Linked DNA regions of Drosophila melanogaster: region 2 is linked to region 1. Evidence: chromatin contacts called from public Hi-C data. All regions are on one chromosome and are shown on one strand. Each heading gives the region's core, a stretch centred on a gene start, on an enhancer-like site or on the middle of the called end of the contact. The rest is flanking DNA. Distances are from core to core; before and after follow the strand shown.

Evidence for each region. Hi-C and Micro-C count contacts between places; a contact is called where the count stands out from the background.
Region 2: a Hi-C map of the Kc167 cell line shows a contact between it and region 1, with 1.6 times the contacts expected there. The contact joins the promoter of Osi17 here to the promoter of Osi4 in region 1. A contact is called at or near these places in 28 of 107 Hi-C or Micro-C datasets (the Clone 8 cell line, the D17-c3 cell line, the Kc167 cell line and 9 more).

What each region holds. Positions count from the first base shown.
Region 1 is chr3R:6,216,988-6,224,273 of dm6, forward strand. Osi4 (Osiris 4) reads right to left here and starts at 4,794. Exons shown (of 4, transcript NM_141366.2): 1 at 4,204-4,794; 2 at 3,233-3,566; 3 at 2,635-2,942; 4 at 1,331-1,613. The coding sequence starts at 4,675. The coding sequence ends at 1,546. It overlaps Osi3 (Osiris 3), which reads left to right. Exons shown (of 3, transcript NM_001275375.1): 3 at 330-1,212. The coding sequence ends at 930.
Region 2 is chr3R:6,307,966-6,315,496 of dm6, forward strand. Osi17 (Osiris 17) reads left to right here and starts at 3,807. Exons shown (of 10, transcript NM_001275379.1): 1 at 3,807-4,108; 2 at 6,920-7,531. It overlaps CG31560, which reads left to right and starts at 2,011. Exons shown (of 2, transcript NM_169135.2): 1 at 2,011-2,049; 2 at 2,105-3,033. The coding sequence starts at 2,031. The coding sequence ends at 2,925. CG46026 reads left to right here. Exons shown (of 2, transcript NM_001316567.1): 2 at 1-1,065. The coding sequence ends at 996.

The DNA.
Region 1 (7,286 bases), core at 3,544-6,043:
AGTATCGATGATTACAAAGCTAACCATACAAAATTCTCTGCAGCCCCAATTTTTGGAGAAACAACTTAAATGTTAAAAAATCGTAGTTTTTTTTACCATTTTTAAACGACAGTGTTAAACTGTTAAAAACCAAGGTTTAAAGAACTTTTAATGACTAAGATTAGAATGTTACTGGCGTTTAAGAATGGCAAAAAAAAAAACACTTTTTAGCTATTTCTTAGAATCCTTGCTTAGAGACCATATTCACTACATTTCTTTCTACGAAAAATATTAGAATAAAATGCTCTGGCGTTAAACTTTTCTCCGTAATCGAATTCGTTTCCTTGCAGGAATATCTCAATGGTACCAGATGATCCGGAGGTCAACCAGCTGCTGTCACGCTCTATGGGGTCCGATGAGGAGACCTTCGCCCTTCTGATGGCCAACAAGCTGTGGAAATTCATTCGTTCGCGCTCCCTGCGATACAAGTTCTCAGAGAACACGGACTTTGTGATCAACAGCGATCCGGAGGGCAGTCTGAATTTGGGCGTATCAGTGCGCCCCCTGGAGGCGTTGCAGGAAGGGCGAGGCAAGATGAAGAACATGGGGCCACTGCTGATGATGATGGCGGCCAAGACGGGCATGGTGGGAGCGCTTCTGCTCAAAGGACTCTTCCTGCTGGCCGGCAAGGCTCTAATTGTCTCGAAAATCGCCTTGCTGCTGGCGGTGATCATCTCACTGAAGAAGCTGCTCTCTAGCAAGAAAACCATCGTGGAGGTGCCATCCCACCACGACAGCTATAGCTCCGGGTGGTCGAGGGCCTTTGACGGGTTCGTGGAGGGACTTGTAGACGTGCCCGCCGATATATTGGCCAAGGAGGTGCAGCACCAGCAGGAGCAGGCCCAAAACATGGCTTACAGTGGCCAACAGCCGGGGAAAGTGGCGCAATAAAGCTAGTGTTATGTATGTCATTAGATCAGGAATGAACTGAATTGGGTTTTCCTCTAACACTTTTCCGCTGGCTTGGGGGAACTCCTCTCACTCTCTTCTCTATCTTCCTATTGATCTCTTGTAGACTTTCTCCACTTTCCCTTAGAATTACTATGTTTCCCACTAACTCTCTCTCTCTCGCATCTCATTGCAATTGCAATTCTCCCTCACACTTTCACTTTCCGTTTCCGTTTTCTCAATGATGCTCATTCTATCGTTTGTAATTTATTTAAACTTACACTTACACGTAATTTATTTATTTATTAATATTTATTGCATAAATAAAAAGCGCACGCAAGCGAATATGATTTCTGAACAACTTTGCGTTCAATTCTTTAATGGTTTTTTTTTTGTATTTTTTGTAGCACTTCGACTGCTAATTACAGAGACAAGAACTAGACTAAATGTGTGCGCCAGGTTTAACTAAGTTAAATACAATTCAATAAATAATAACAATACGCCAGCTCGCTAGGCTGTTTTTCCGATGCAACGTGTCCGCTATTTGGGTCCTATGGCAGCAGAGCAACCTCCTCCTCCCAAGGGTCTTTGGTAGCTGCTAATTGGCTAATTCTCGCCTCAGGAGCGGTAGTACGGCATGTGTGGTTGCACGTAGTTGTAGATCAGGGGTCGCCGGGCGGGAGTGGCTGCAACACGAGTTCCATCGTTAATCAGGCAAGTAATTGGTGCCGGGAGCCATTTTTTAGCCACGGGTTTGGATATGAGAGGTTTGTGGTGTTGGGGAAGCAAGGTGTACTGATGTAATAAATTCCCGGGTGGAGAAGGTCAATGTGTTTTTAAGTTCAGTGTAAAAGGGTGGAACGCATTCCCAACCAACTTGGAGTTTATTGCAAAATCCACACCTCCACTCTAATTGAATTTCTCAGCACTCTCATTCTTCATTTATAAAATATCCTATTTTTATTTTTGAAGGATAACGCTTGAAATTGCTATCCCACCTTCAGACTTCGGTATTTCTCTTCTGTCTAACATCAAATACTCGCACCAGTTAAAAGGTATGCAACTATTTGTAATGCTAACTGAACTTCAGCGCCGTTAGGGCTCAAATAAATGAAAATAGATAGATATAGATAGATATAGATAGATATAGATATAGTTAGATAGATATATATATATATCTATAAATATATATAGATATATAGATAATATAAATAGTTCTTCCATTCACAAAGACCATTTCCTTGTGTTTGTCCTAAACTCTATTTTAGATTCTGATTAAATCCAAAATGAATTGTCTTACAAATAAATCTCAAAGAAAGCCCTCATCAATAGGAAGCCACTTTGACTATTCGTTTGCAATCTAATGAAAGAAGCTTTCTAAAAGTATGCAACGCAAATTACAAGCTGCACAAAAAACCATTGACAGCGAATATTTGTGCTGTGTGTGTGTTATTCCCTCGAGAACCCACACCTGGTGTGTGCGTGCCGGGTAACAAATGAAAGTAATAAGTACACTATTCACTCTTCGTCATCATAGTCGTCCTCAATGGCGCCCTCGGCTGCAGCCGCTGCCACCGCCACCGCATTCAGGGAATTTACCTGGGCCATAGAGAGGCGAAAAAAACGGGAGGATATGGGAAGTCTGGGCGCCCCAACCCGTCCCCCCTCTATCTGGAAAATCGAGAAGCTGGATCAACTTACACTTACTCTTCGCCATCCACGAGTCCTCACGTTTGATCTTGTGTCCCAGTCCACCCAGACCACCCAAGGCGGCGAGCACCTGTGTGTTATTGCTGCCGTCGCTGGACACCTGGGCGGAGTGCAGGTGGCTCTCGGCGCTCAGACTCTCCAGTCCCGGATGTCCGGGATGTCCTGGCAGCTGGCCGCCTCCGGCCATCGCCAGGTGGTGCAGCGATGACGGGTACATTTCCGGCGATATTTCCGCTCCATGAAGCGGATAGTCCATGCCGTACGGCATCATGTACGGCGTCTGTTCCGGGAACTGGTACATCATCCTTTAAACAAATATCAAGGCGATTTTATTTGCGTTCCGATTTCTACGTAAGGTAGCGTAAATGTAATAACAGCCAAATATTAAATGGTGCTTTTAGAAGCTACTCTTGCGCCCAAAAATGTCACGCCCACCATCTTGCCATCATCATCATCATATCATTATCCAAAAGTATCTTTCTTTCAAAAGCCTAAGTTTTACGCAATTTGCCTACGTAAATTTCATGTAATTTCATATTTGGTAAGGAGCATCAATCCTAATAATAATTTGTAGTCTACATTTTCATATACTCACTTTTCGCTGGCGTTGTCCATGAGCTTCTTGATCAACACTATTGCGGCTACCACGAAGGCAATTTTGGACAGGATCAGAGCCTTGAGAGTCAGGAGCCCCACCGCCTTTGCGGCCACCATCGTCCACCCGAATGTTGTGGCCGCCAGGTACATGGGTATGAACATCTGGAACTGCTTCTTGTCCTGGTGCTGGTGCCGCCTCCGTCCGCCCAGAAGACCGCCTCCGCCGCCATTGTCACCACCTCCGCCGCCCAGCAGGCCTCCTCCACCGCCACCATTTCCTCCCAGGCCACCTCCACCGCCCAGTAGTCCTCCTCCATTGACCTGCAGGCGGCCTGTAGTGGAATTTTGGGAAACAAGACACGTTTTAGGCTTTATGGCTTTAATGGCACTCGTACGTATACGTAATAGTGCGACACAGGATTTGATCGGCCCGCCCCTTTCTTGTCAAGAGATGCGGCATGATTGATGCGCTGCTGCCATGTATATCGAATGTCAGATTAAATAGGGGTAAGTAATGGCAGTTTGGGCTCCCGGACAAAGTCATTGATATGCATTGGGTGAGAATGTAGCTTTGAAAGTTCCCAGAAAGTCTACACTCATAACACAGTGAATATATGAGGTTTTCGAGAGTGGTTCTGATTACCAAAGAATTATACAACCATCTAATCCGTTTAGATGATAGTGCTAAGTAGTTTGATCAGAACTAATATTTAGTGGTTCTTGAATATAGATTTAAATTGCGTATGTATTGTAATATATTCAGAAAATAAATCTTCATTCATTTATAATTTCCCAGTGTAAGCATCTGCCAAGGACTTTTTAGGGCCATTGATAGGCTGGTAACGTTCAAATACCAGTCGCATGCCAAGCAGGAGCAGCTGGCTAAGCTTCTCCGCCGGGCTCGAATGGCATAGCCTGGACGACAGGCATATGTCATTCGCTGATTGGAACCCCTTCTCTGGTGATTACCTGTGCTGCTGGAGGTCTTTTTCAGCAGTGCTACCTCGATATAATCGCTGTCGTCCTCGGCTCGCTGAACACTGAAGACCATGGGGCCCACGGGCACCCTGATGGCGTTTTCCGTCACAAAGTCCATAAAGCCGGAGAGACCGCGCCCAGTGCCCCACTTGTGCTTCCGAGAAGCATCTAGTTCGGGCAACTTGACCAGGTCGAAAAGCCCCAGCTTGAGGGTTTCACCACGACGGTAGGAGGCCATGAGACCATTGGCCACCCCGTACAGGCAACTCGCGTTGTTTGCGCACTTCCAGCTCAGCTTGTCCAGCAGGTCAGTGTTCTCCACACTGACCGCAGGATTCGCCGCAGGCTTGCCCTCGGGATCCACTCCCAACGAATTCGCACCACTGCGCTTGTGAATCGCCGCCAGGCTCATGTTCAGACCCAAAGCCAGCAGAAGGCAGCTGGCAACTAAATGCCTGGGCATTTTCGGGCTTTTTCAGGTTTTCTTTTTCGGTAGAACACTCAACACAACACACGACACTAGAAAAAGGACGAGAGCACGGCGTATCCTTCACATGGATGCGATCGATCGCGATTCGATGGCAGCTGATGCAGCGCCTTGTGGAGACTAATTACCAGCCGTTGCATGCAACTCAGTTTTATTGGAGCAGCTGCGGCAACGGCACAGTGGCAGCAACATTAGCAGCAGCATCAAACCACGCTGCGTGCAGCACCACTGCTGCGCCACACTAACACTGCACCACCCCCGCCTCCTTGGCATCCACTAACAAAACACCACCACCAGCGCCGCATCGCAACATCGCACGTTTCTGCTACAGTTTTGATTTCAAGTCAACCAGCTGAGTGACGGCCATCGCTCAGCGGGCAGGCTACAGTATTTCAGTATCGCAACACCAGAGCTGTGGGGCATCAATGGTGCACAGTGGTCTCAGCCACACATTTCACTTTGACAATTTCGAGCCGAAAGTAAAATCTTTTTATATGTAAAGTTGGCCAGGTCACCCAAAATCACTCTATATTAAAATATAATTAAAAACTACAATTTAACATTATAATAACATTATAATAATTAACATTATAGGGAGGATAAAAAGGTAACATTTTGGGTTACTCTCTAATACTTACTTATAAAATGCAATAGCAACGTGATTATTAAAATCGAATGAATAGTGTATTACACACGGCCACGCAGTCCAAAAACAACAGTCAATTCCATTTTACAACAATTTGTTAAATGAAAATGCGCTTGCTCAGCAATACTCATCCCAGTGTAAATTCAAACGCAGTGGTCTACAGTTGGCTTTGTATTTGCGAACGCCGCTTTCGAGCTGCACTCCCAAAAGGTTCAAAGGGTGATCTAATTAGCTGTAATTTCATTAACCACGTGACATTACGCCGGATCCCTGACCTTCGTACAGGTGGGCGACTCCGGCTCACATGGCTCTCGTCCAGAAGCGGCAATCGTGGCCATGACAGTGGCAGTGGCAGAAAGCCACTAACTTCTGCGGCGTCCGCGGCATGTGGCCGCCGTACTAATGCGGCTAATTTACTGCTCATTAATTTGCCCGCAATTTGCTAAAAACAATTTTCGCAGGCAAAAGTAAAAGCAAAGTGCAGCTCGAGTCGAGTATGAGTACAATTAAACAGCAAGTCGTCGGGCGGTGGGAGGTAGGTGGTTGGAAAAGTGGGAGGCTGGGGCTTGTGCTGGAGCTTGAGATGTGGCCACGCCTCGCCGCCTGTACACAATAAATAAATAAATAATAAAAGAAAAGTGAAACGAACTATTAGCTCTCGTTTTTCATAAATCGCCGGCTCTGTTACATTCTGCTGAGCAGGCGAAATCCGGGGGAGTGCGGTGGAAAAGCAGCCAATAAGCAGCACTTTTCGTCGGTGCATGATGAGCGGACTAATAAATATTCACTTTTCCAGCCAGCCAGGTGAGCACGCAGGTGGGCTCGGTAATTGTGGCCAATTTCGAGGCAGTGGCAATCAGACCTCGACCGTTCTTTGGCAGTGGCACCGTTTTATCGGCGATCGCGGCTCTATCTCCTATCTGAATCTTTGTGGACGGAGATCCTCTGTGAGTGTAATGACTGTAATCTGGATGTCAGCGCCATTCGCAACTTGACACCACTGTCCGTCGTCGATGCCTCAAAAGCGCAAGTAATGCGAAGCGGTTCGCCAAGAAAACAACCGCAACAACCATTGGGGCTCCAACATGGCCCAAACCCGCAACAATAGATGGCCAAGGCCAACAGCCCAGATGGACAGCGAAAGAAAGCGGTGACGCAGTCCGAAAGCGGTAATCCGATCCGATCCGACCCGGCCCAGGTCCACTTTTCTGGCCAGTAGCCATCTAGTTGCTCCAGTTTGAGGGTGCCTCCGAAGTTTAATGATCCTTGACTGCAACCGGATCCGCTGGGTGGAGTCCGCTCGGGAGGCCAGCGGCTTCTTCGCCCAAATTGGCTCTGATTTCAATGTTTTCAATGCACTTAGCTGAAACTAAGAGTGGAAATTGCCTATTTCATTATATTTACCTGCCGAAGGCGTTACACTTTCATCCTGGAACACATTTTAATCGCGTTTTAACTGTGCTTAAAGAGGCCAAGGCTCTGCTTTCAGTTCGAAATCAAATCGAGAACTTGGGCAAGAACAAATCTAAAGTTTTTAAGCCAAAAAATTCGTATTCGCTGAGCAGCCCCAATTGTTTGGACTTTTGTCTGCAACCAAAAAGTTTTTATGCTGCCAAAATAAGTATCTATGTGCAGATGTTTCTCAAAGTATGTAATCAAAAACATACTACTCTTGCCAGATAGGTCTCTTATTTTGCTGTTTATTTCTTATGAAAACATTTGGCCTTTTGAACCTTTTTTCCACAATAAACTTCGATAGAACTTAAGTGCTTTTGTCATATTGCTTTCACCAAAACAATAAATTGTACAGAAAACTTTTGCTGTCCTTTTTTGACTGACTGATGGTTTCCTTTTTTGAGAGATTATGCTTTAAAAATGTTCATCCAAGTACGCTAAATGAAAATACACTCAAATTGATCTTATTTCATTACTAACTAATAA
Region 2 (7,531 bases), core at 2,557-5,056, 90 kb after region 1:
CCGCCCTCTACAACAACCACAACAGAGTCATCGACAACATCCACAGCACTTCCCACATCGACGACTACCACAACACAGTCCCCAACAACTTCAACTGCGATTCCAACAACTACAACAACCACAACAGAGTCACCGACAACATCCACAGCAGTTCCAACATCTAAAACTACCACAACAGAGACACCGACAACATCCACAGCAATTCCAACATCTACAACAACCACAACAGAGTCGTCGACAACATCCACGGCTATTCCGACCTCCACGACAACCACAACAGAGTCATCGACAACATCCACAGCAATTCCAACATCGACGACAACCACTACAGAGTCATCGACAACATCCACAGCAATTCCCACATCGACGACTACCACAACACAGTCCCCAACAACTTCAACTGCGATTCTTACAACTACAACAACCACAACAGAGTCACCGATAACATCCACAGCAGTTCCAACATCTACAACTACCACAACAGAGACACCGACAACATCCACAGCAATTCCAACATCTAGAACGACCACAACAGAGTCATCGACAACATCCACGCCAATTCCAACATCGACGACAACCACAACAGCGTCATCGACAACATCCACAGCGATTCCGCCCTCTACAACAACCACTACAGAGTCATCGACAACATCCACAGCAATTCCAATATCGACGACTACCACAACACAGTCCCCAACAACTTCAACTGCGATTCCAACAACTACAACAACCACAACAGAGTCATCGACAACATCCACAGCAATTCCAACATCGACGACAACCACAACAGCGTCATCGACAACATCCACAGCAATTCCCTCCTCTACAACAACCACTACAGAGTCATCGACAACATCCACAGCAATTCCGACCTCTACAACAACCACAACAGAGTCATCGACAACATCCACAGCAATTCCATCGTCGACAACACCTACAACCCTGTCTCCAACAACATCAACAGCAATTCCAACTTCTACAACACCCACAACTTAGGGTCCGACATCAGCCACAATGGAAATAACAGTAGAGTATTTTTAAATACAAAATCAAAAAAGAACCAATAAAATGAAACAATAATACACTTTCTATTGAATATCTATTAGTTATTGAATTTTGTTAATGAAACTATGATTATTATGAATTCATGAATTATTTTAAGAATAGTTTATTTGTGGTTTCTTACTTTATATAAAATTTACTTTATATTTAATTTTAAGTTATTAGTACTTTTAATTCAAATTATAACATAAACGTGTCGTATTAATTTCAGCGTTTGGAATCTGGGCCAACAAACAATCTTCAGAGTTCCAAAATTCATATATAAACATTCCCTCTTATAAATTAACGCAATCATTAAATGTAGTGTGTATCGCACCTTCCCAATCCTATCCTGCAATTATAGAAGGTTTAGCAAATACATAGAGAACTAGAAATATCACACATATTTTTGCATTAATTTGCCTTTTAAGGTGGGTTCCTTGCAAATCAGATACAAGCAATGAATTCATATCAATTAACCAAAGAATCTTACTGAACCACCAAAAAAACAGGAAACAGGTGTTGACATCTATGGAGTTTTTAAATGGACAGAATGAATCTATTAAAAAACCTATTTCTTACTTTTAGAATAAATTAATAACCAGCTAAAAAAAACTTTTGAAGAAATGGACGGATCCTTATAACAGATTATTTGTTGAACAAACATCACATAACATTCTGTTTTCCGAAAAGAGCTTCCATTCCTTTTAGAAATTTATTTTAAGAGCTTAGCTTTTAATGCAATAATTTAAAGAGAATTGAATTAATATTTTTAAAAATAGAATCGTATAATGTGCGGTTTAAATTTTGTGCCATTTATAGACAGAGATATCGCATAGTGAATTATACATGTATGTTCTAAGAAAAATTAGTATGTCAATTAGCCAAATTAGTAAGAATTGATTAACCAGTAACCTACTTTCCAATTCGAGGCAGACGTATAAAGACCGAAAAAAATCAAAAATATGTTCAGTTTGTTTAACGTCGCTATGAAGATAATTTTAAGTGGTAAGTAAAAATAATTAAACAGATAACATTTTTATATTTTACTACGTATTTTTAGTGGTAGCCGTTTTCGTATGCCTTACTAGGCAATGTTTTGGTCAATTGCACAGTGAGCAGTTACTGGCAGTGCTGAAAGCTAGCGGAGATGATCCCAAAGCTCCACTGATCGTGCTTTCAAATCCCACAGCAAGGCCAGCATTTGGGGAGTCAATCAAATCGGAACAGGATATGGAGACCACAGTAATTCCAGATTCTGCTACCACTATTTCACTAGCCAGTTTTACAACGGCTTCCACAGAGAAGCAAAATAAAAAAACACGACCTCCTCAGAAGCAGAAAGCTGGCCCAAATTATAAACCAAAACAGAGACTTTCAATGCAGGACCTATTGCTGATGCCCGGAATTTGGGAGAGCTCCCCAATTGTCGACCAGGGACCAATGAATACCCTAAACGCCCAACCAGTTTTCTACCCTGTTCCATTTTATATTCCGTATCCGATGCCCTTAATGCTGAATCCACAGATAGATCTGATGAGGAGACCGTCCAAGGATAAAGTGGATGACCAAATCGCAATGGGCTTCAATGGGATGATGGGCGAAAATCTACTTAGAAACTCTTTTCAGCAGGACAACGGGTCTGATTGGCACAAGATAATCGGGAATCGAGTGAAGCCGGTCAGCCAAGATGGCCCGAAAAAGTGGAGGGGAAAATGGCGAAAGACAACGACCACTACTACTACAACTTCCACAACTGAAGCTCCTATTACAATGTCAACTGAGCCAACAAGATTGCTGTCGGATAGCAGTAACCAAAATGATACTGTGCTAAAATTGATTGAAACCAATGAAAACAATGAGACAACTGCTGCCGCAAGCTAAATTAATAAAATAAAATAAACGAATAACATGAAGCAAAAGAGTCATACCTGTAAGTTTAATTTGTGTAAGAGTGGTTAAGACATTTTAAGAGTCTACTCAGTGTCTCGTATTTCCACTGTATTTAAATGGAAACATAATAAATAAAACCCGTGAAAAACAAAGGTTTTTAAAAGTGTATACATTATTAATTCAACAGAATTATTTACATGAATTAAGATTTAAGATGAATTAAGACCCATGCAGAGGGTATACTTTTTTTAGTCAGAAGTTGGCAACGCAGTGAAATTTGTCCGTCCGTGTCTAAGTTTTGAAGCGATCTGGATGAAACTTTTCCAAAAGTATCCTTTCTATTTCCAAATATAAAATCTTAAAAAATTTACCTTCGTTACTTTTGGTCACAATTTATTCGAATTCTTTGATTTATCAAAAATCTATCTAATATTATATAGCTGTCATAAGAACAACAGATGTATTAATTAAAAACATTATATTCTGTTCTTATTCGGTACACACCAGTTTATTAAATTATATAATTACTTCAAATTTCTTGTCAAATTAAAATTTTATAATCTTTTAAGCATTTTATGCCGACATAAAGGGGCTTAAAAGAAACAGAAAATTAATTTGTTATCCGGATTAGCCAGATTTTACTGCGACTCTTTGTCAATTCATTTAAAAAGTCAGCAGAGTTGTGGCATACTTTCAGGCGGACAGGTGTACTTACTTTCTCTCCATCTCTTTCCCAGCTTGAGAAAGGTAGTTCGTGTCTGTGTCTCGATTCATATGCACCTGTGTTGGTACGAATAAACTCACCTACCAACACCCAAAGTTGGCCGCATCTTTGGTGCGATGGAGCTGCCTCCACATTCAGTTGGTTATCCACGCTCGCCGGTCAGCCACGTTTATCGCGCCACACTGCTTGTTTTTTTATGGGCAGAAGCAAGCGTAAAAAGTGAAAGACACAACGGATTCTGGAAATCAAACTTAACAAATTTCTTCTTGTGAAAAGCGAGAGCGAAAGTGTCTGCCGGACAAATAACAAAACAACTCGCTAATTATGCACCACGCCATGTCAAGCAACTCCGAATCGCGCCCAAGAATTATGAGCCAATGGTGATGATCAGTGTTTGTCGCAGTTACTGTGCGTGTTAATTTCCGGGGAAGCACCGTCGTTGCAAGTGAGGTAAAGTAACGTGAGGTAAAGTCAGAAAGTCGCACATTGCCTCCGCATCGAATGGTCATGCAAATATCTGACCCAGTTTCAGTTGCATGAGTGACCAACAAAACAGAGGCCAACAGCTGGCAAGCCGGTTGCACTTATCAACCGAAAAAAATGGAAACCCGTTTTGCAGGCGAAATGCGATGCATGTCCGTGTGCATTTGGCCCAGTGGGTAAAAGTGAAATTCACTTCGGTCGCTTGGCTCTGCCAGCTGCCTTCGTTGGGTTCTTAAGCTTCTTAAAGACCTTTCGCCGCCCACCTCGAGTTATTAGCGCATGCCAGATGGGAATCTCAACGCGCTCTAATACCCATTAGAATCCCAATTAGTGCTTCGCTGTTGGGCTTGCGTGCTCGGCGGTTGTACGTTCTCAGAACGAAGCAAACCAAAAATAATAGAGTTATTTGCAGTGATAAACAAATTAGGAGCATGCCAGAAGAAAGTAAACAAATGGTCAGAGTAAAAAGGCAATCGCCAATTGTGGTGGTTCGCTCCAAATAATCACACTTAATTGAAAACGAAACCTTTCAGAATAATTTGCAGGCGATAAACCGCAGCCATATGTGGAAGGGGGCGGTGGGCTGGCATTAAGCCTTTTTATTCAGAGCTCAAATTCGTTTTAACTACACTTTTTATTGTCCCTGGGCCAATAAGTGCACTTTTGACCAATTTGTTGCTCTCCCCGACAGATGGATGGATCGTATAAAGTACGTTGAATCCGATCTATTTGGACTTAATAAGCCATTAGTGAGTCAAGTTGGTTAACCGCAACGAAAGTGAGTTTGCTATAGATTTCTCTGGAACGCAACCGAAGAAATGCAGACGGAGTTAAAAAACTTTTGAAAATATTTGCACGCTAGCACAAATCACACCACACACTTGGCGAACTAAGTTACAGGCACGCACAAAGTGAAATTAGCAATCTATTAGATTGCAATCCACATTCACTAGGCGTTCGACTGAAACCGAAAGTCTTTGAGGGGATTGGAACAATTTAATGAAATGCAAATACTTGAAGCTTTACATAACCGCTCGTCGAGCGGAACGATGTTCGGATGCGTGTGTCAGCCCGAGAAATTGTCACATAAAAATGCAATAAAATCTCGCGGAAATGCTGCGACTGATAGTGGCAAAACAAAAACAACTCGCAGGGAAAGCTTGTTACCTTCCGAAAACGTAATCTGCCAGGCCAGCCGAGAGCTGGCCATTTCCAAGTGTCATTAAAATAGATGTAATTGAATCATTATTAAAAAGAGCAGAAAGCACTCGAGTGAAAGCCAACAACAGAACGGCAGTCGTAAACAAATGTCTCTCGAGGGTTGCAAAAATCCCAAAAATTATGCCAACAGCGACAATCCGTTAATATTTAATTTAAACACAACCATTTCATCAAAAAGCAGACATAAAACGATGCCACATTAGCTCAACAAATATTACTTTCTTCATTAACTAACCATTTTCATTCTAATGTGTACTCAAAATATTAAATCGAAATAGACAACCTGCCCAAACTCAGCTACAGTTTGTATACTAAAGTCTTAAGCCATGCTTCTAAGCCGCTAACCTTTAAAGGCAACTAACGGTTGCAGCTGGGTCTTCGACTTGGCTTGAACCCGCAAAGAACTTACATCACATGGCTTTGTTTTTTTTTTCTTCTGGAGAGCGTGTTCTGCTGTCGCCGACTCCCTAAACTTGATTTAGCTGGCCATTATTTTTATAGCAATTGTGTACTCGCTGGCTTATGGCTATCTCTGTTGGCATGACATAAGCCGCCATGGCACTTTAATAAAATGCCTTTAATATGAAAAGCCATAACATCGCGAAGCGTTACATGAAACACATGTCGTTTATGCACATTACGCATACGAACCGTCTGCAGAAAGCAAGTAGCAGCTCGTTAAAAATAATAATAATAATAATAAGTGGTACTCCAGTATGCAGCTGTGCGCGTAATGCGGCCCAATTGATTGCATCGGAACATGATTATAAGCAGCTAAACCGTTCGACTTTCATGTCTAGGCCCAAATCAGCGACTATTTTCGGCTAATTATAATGCTGGGAAGGTCTCAGACGGGTTCAGAGCCAAAGTAAAGCAGTAATAATGCGGTCAGAGTGCCAAGCACTTCTATTGATATCTTGATCATAAATGACATATTGGCTGAAGCACTTTCAATGACTCGGGAACAACAAAAGTCAAAAGGCATACATACATCCATACAGATGTCACATGTATGCCACCACAAATCTTTTGTTGCTCTTCTCATCGGAAGTGTAATGGCGATTTTATTTGACAACTTGATTGCTTTCTTTTGCCGCCCAGAACGTCTTTTCAATTCTGTTCTATATTCAATCGCTGTGAACAAAAGTTAAGCTTTGTCGACGATTATTTTTCAGAACATTTTCATGTATTCGCTAATATTAGTAGGTCAACTTTTGACTCAATCACGTTAGATAAAAATGATAGAAAATATAAAAAGGAATCTTCTACAATTCTTGGGCTGCATAGTTTACAATCGCTTTTCTTAGATCTGTAATAACTTCATTCAGTGTATTTTTATCACTCGACCTTGACCCGTCATAGAAACTTTACGAAATTCAAAGAATATTGTAATTTGACACAATAAAAAAGAAACTTTTGCCGGTCATCGATTTACTAGTCTGACCGCTGCCTATTGACCCATTTTCTTGTATATATGGATTTTAAGTTGCCGGAATAAGTACTTGTTAAACATATTGGCCCCATAAAAACATATTGTAATAAACTTTGTCGTTGTAGGGAAACCCGTTCATTGGACACCAAATGGCCGTGAAAAGCGCCGACTAGGGAAGAGCGTCGCAAAAAGTACAAGGAAAATTAACATCAAACCAGCAGACAAACTGCACTCGAAGCAATCCGAAGCTAAATGGAAAATGGATAAACAAACATAGAGGAGCGAGTGTAGACGAAGCAACTTTCAGCAGCGGCAAGAAATACAGTTAAGGTTTTGCGCGGCGAAAGAATCTAGGAAGAGCGACGTGTGAATGCAGGAGAAGATACCATAAACCAGCTACAAGATACAACCGATAGCGCACTGCAAAAAGTCATCGACAACCGACCGAACCGTTGAGAAGAGCAAAAAACTAGAGAGCGACCGGTCTGCCTTAAGTCTGGCCGTGATCTTGGCCAACTGTTTGGGCCACGACGCGCTCAGTTGTTAACCAGACGCGCACGCATGCGCACACGAGTCGCGCGAACAGGTGATTTGCATATCCACGAGATACAAGTAACTTCCAGATACGAAACCGTTAGGCCGTAGGTGTGTCGCAGTGAAGTAATTGCAGGTAGCTAGATAGCCGACTAGAGCAAATAGAAAACGCGCTAAATGTGACAGCGAAATTCCAAACAAAC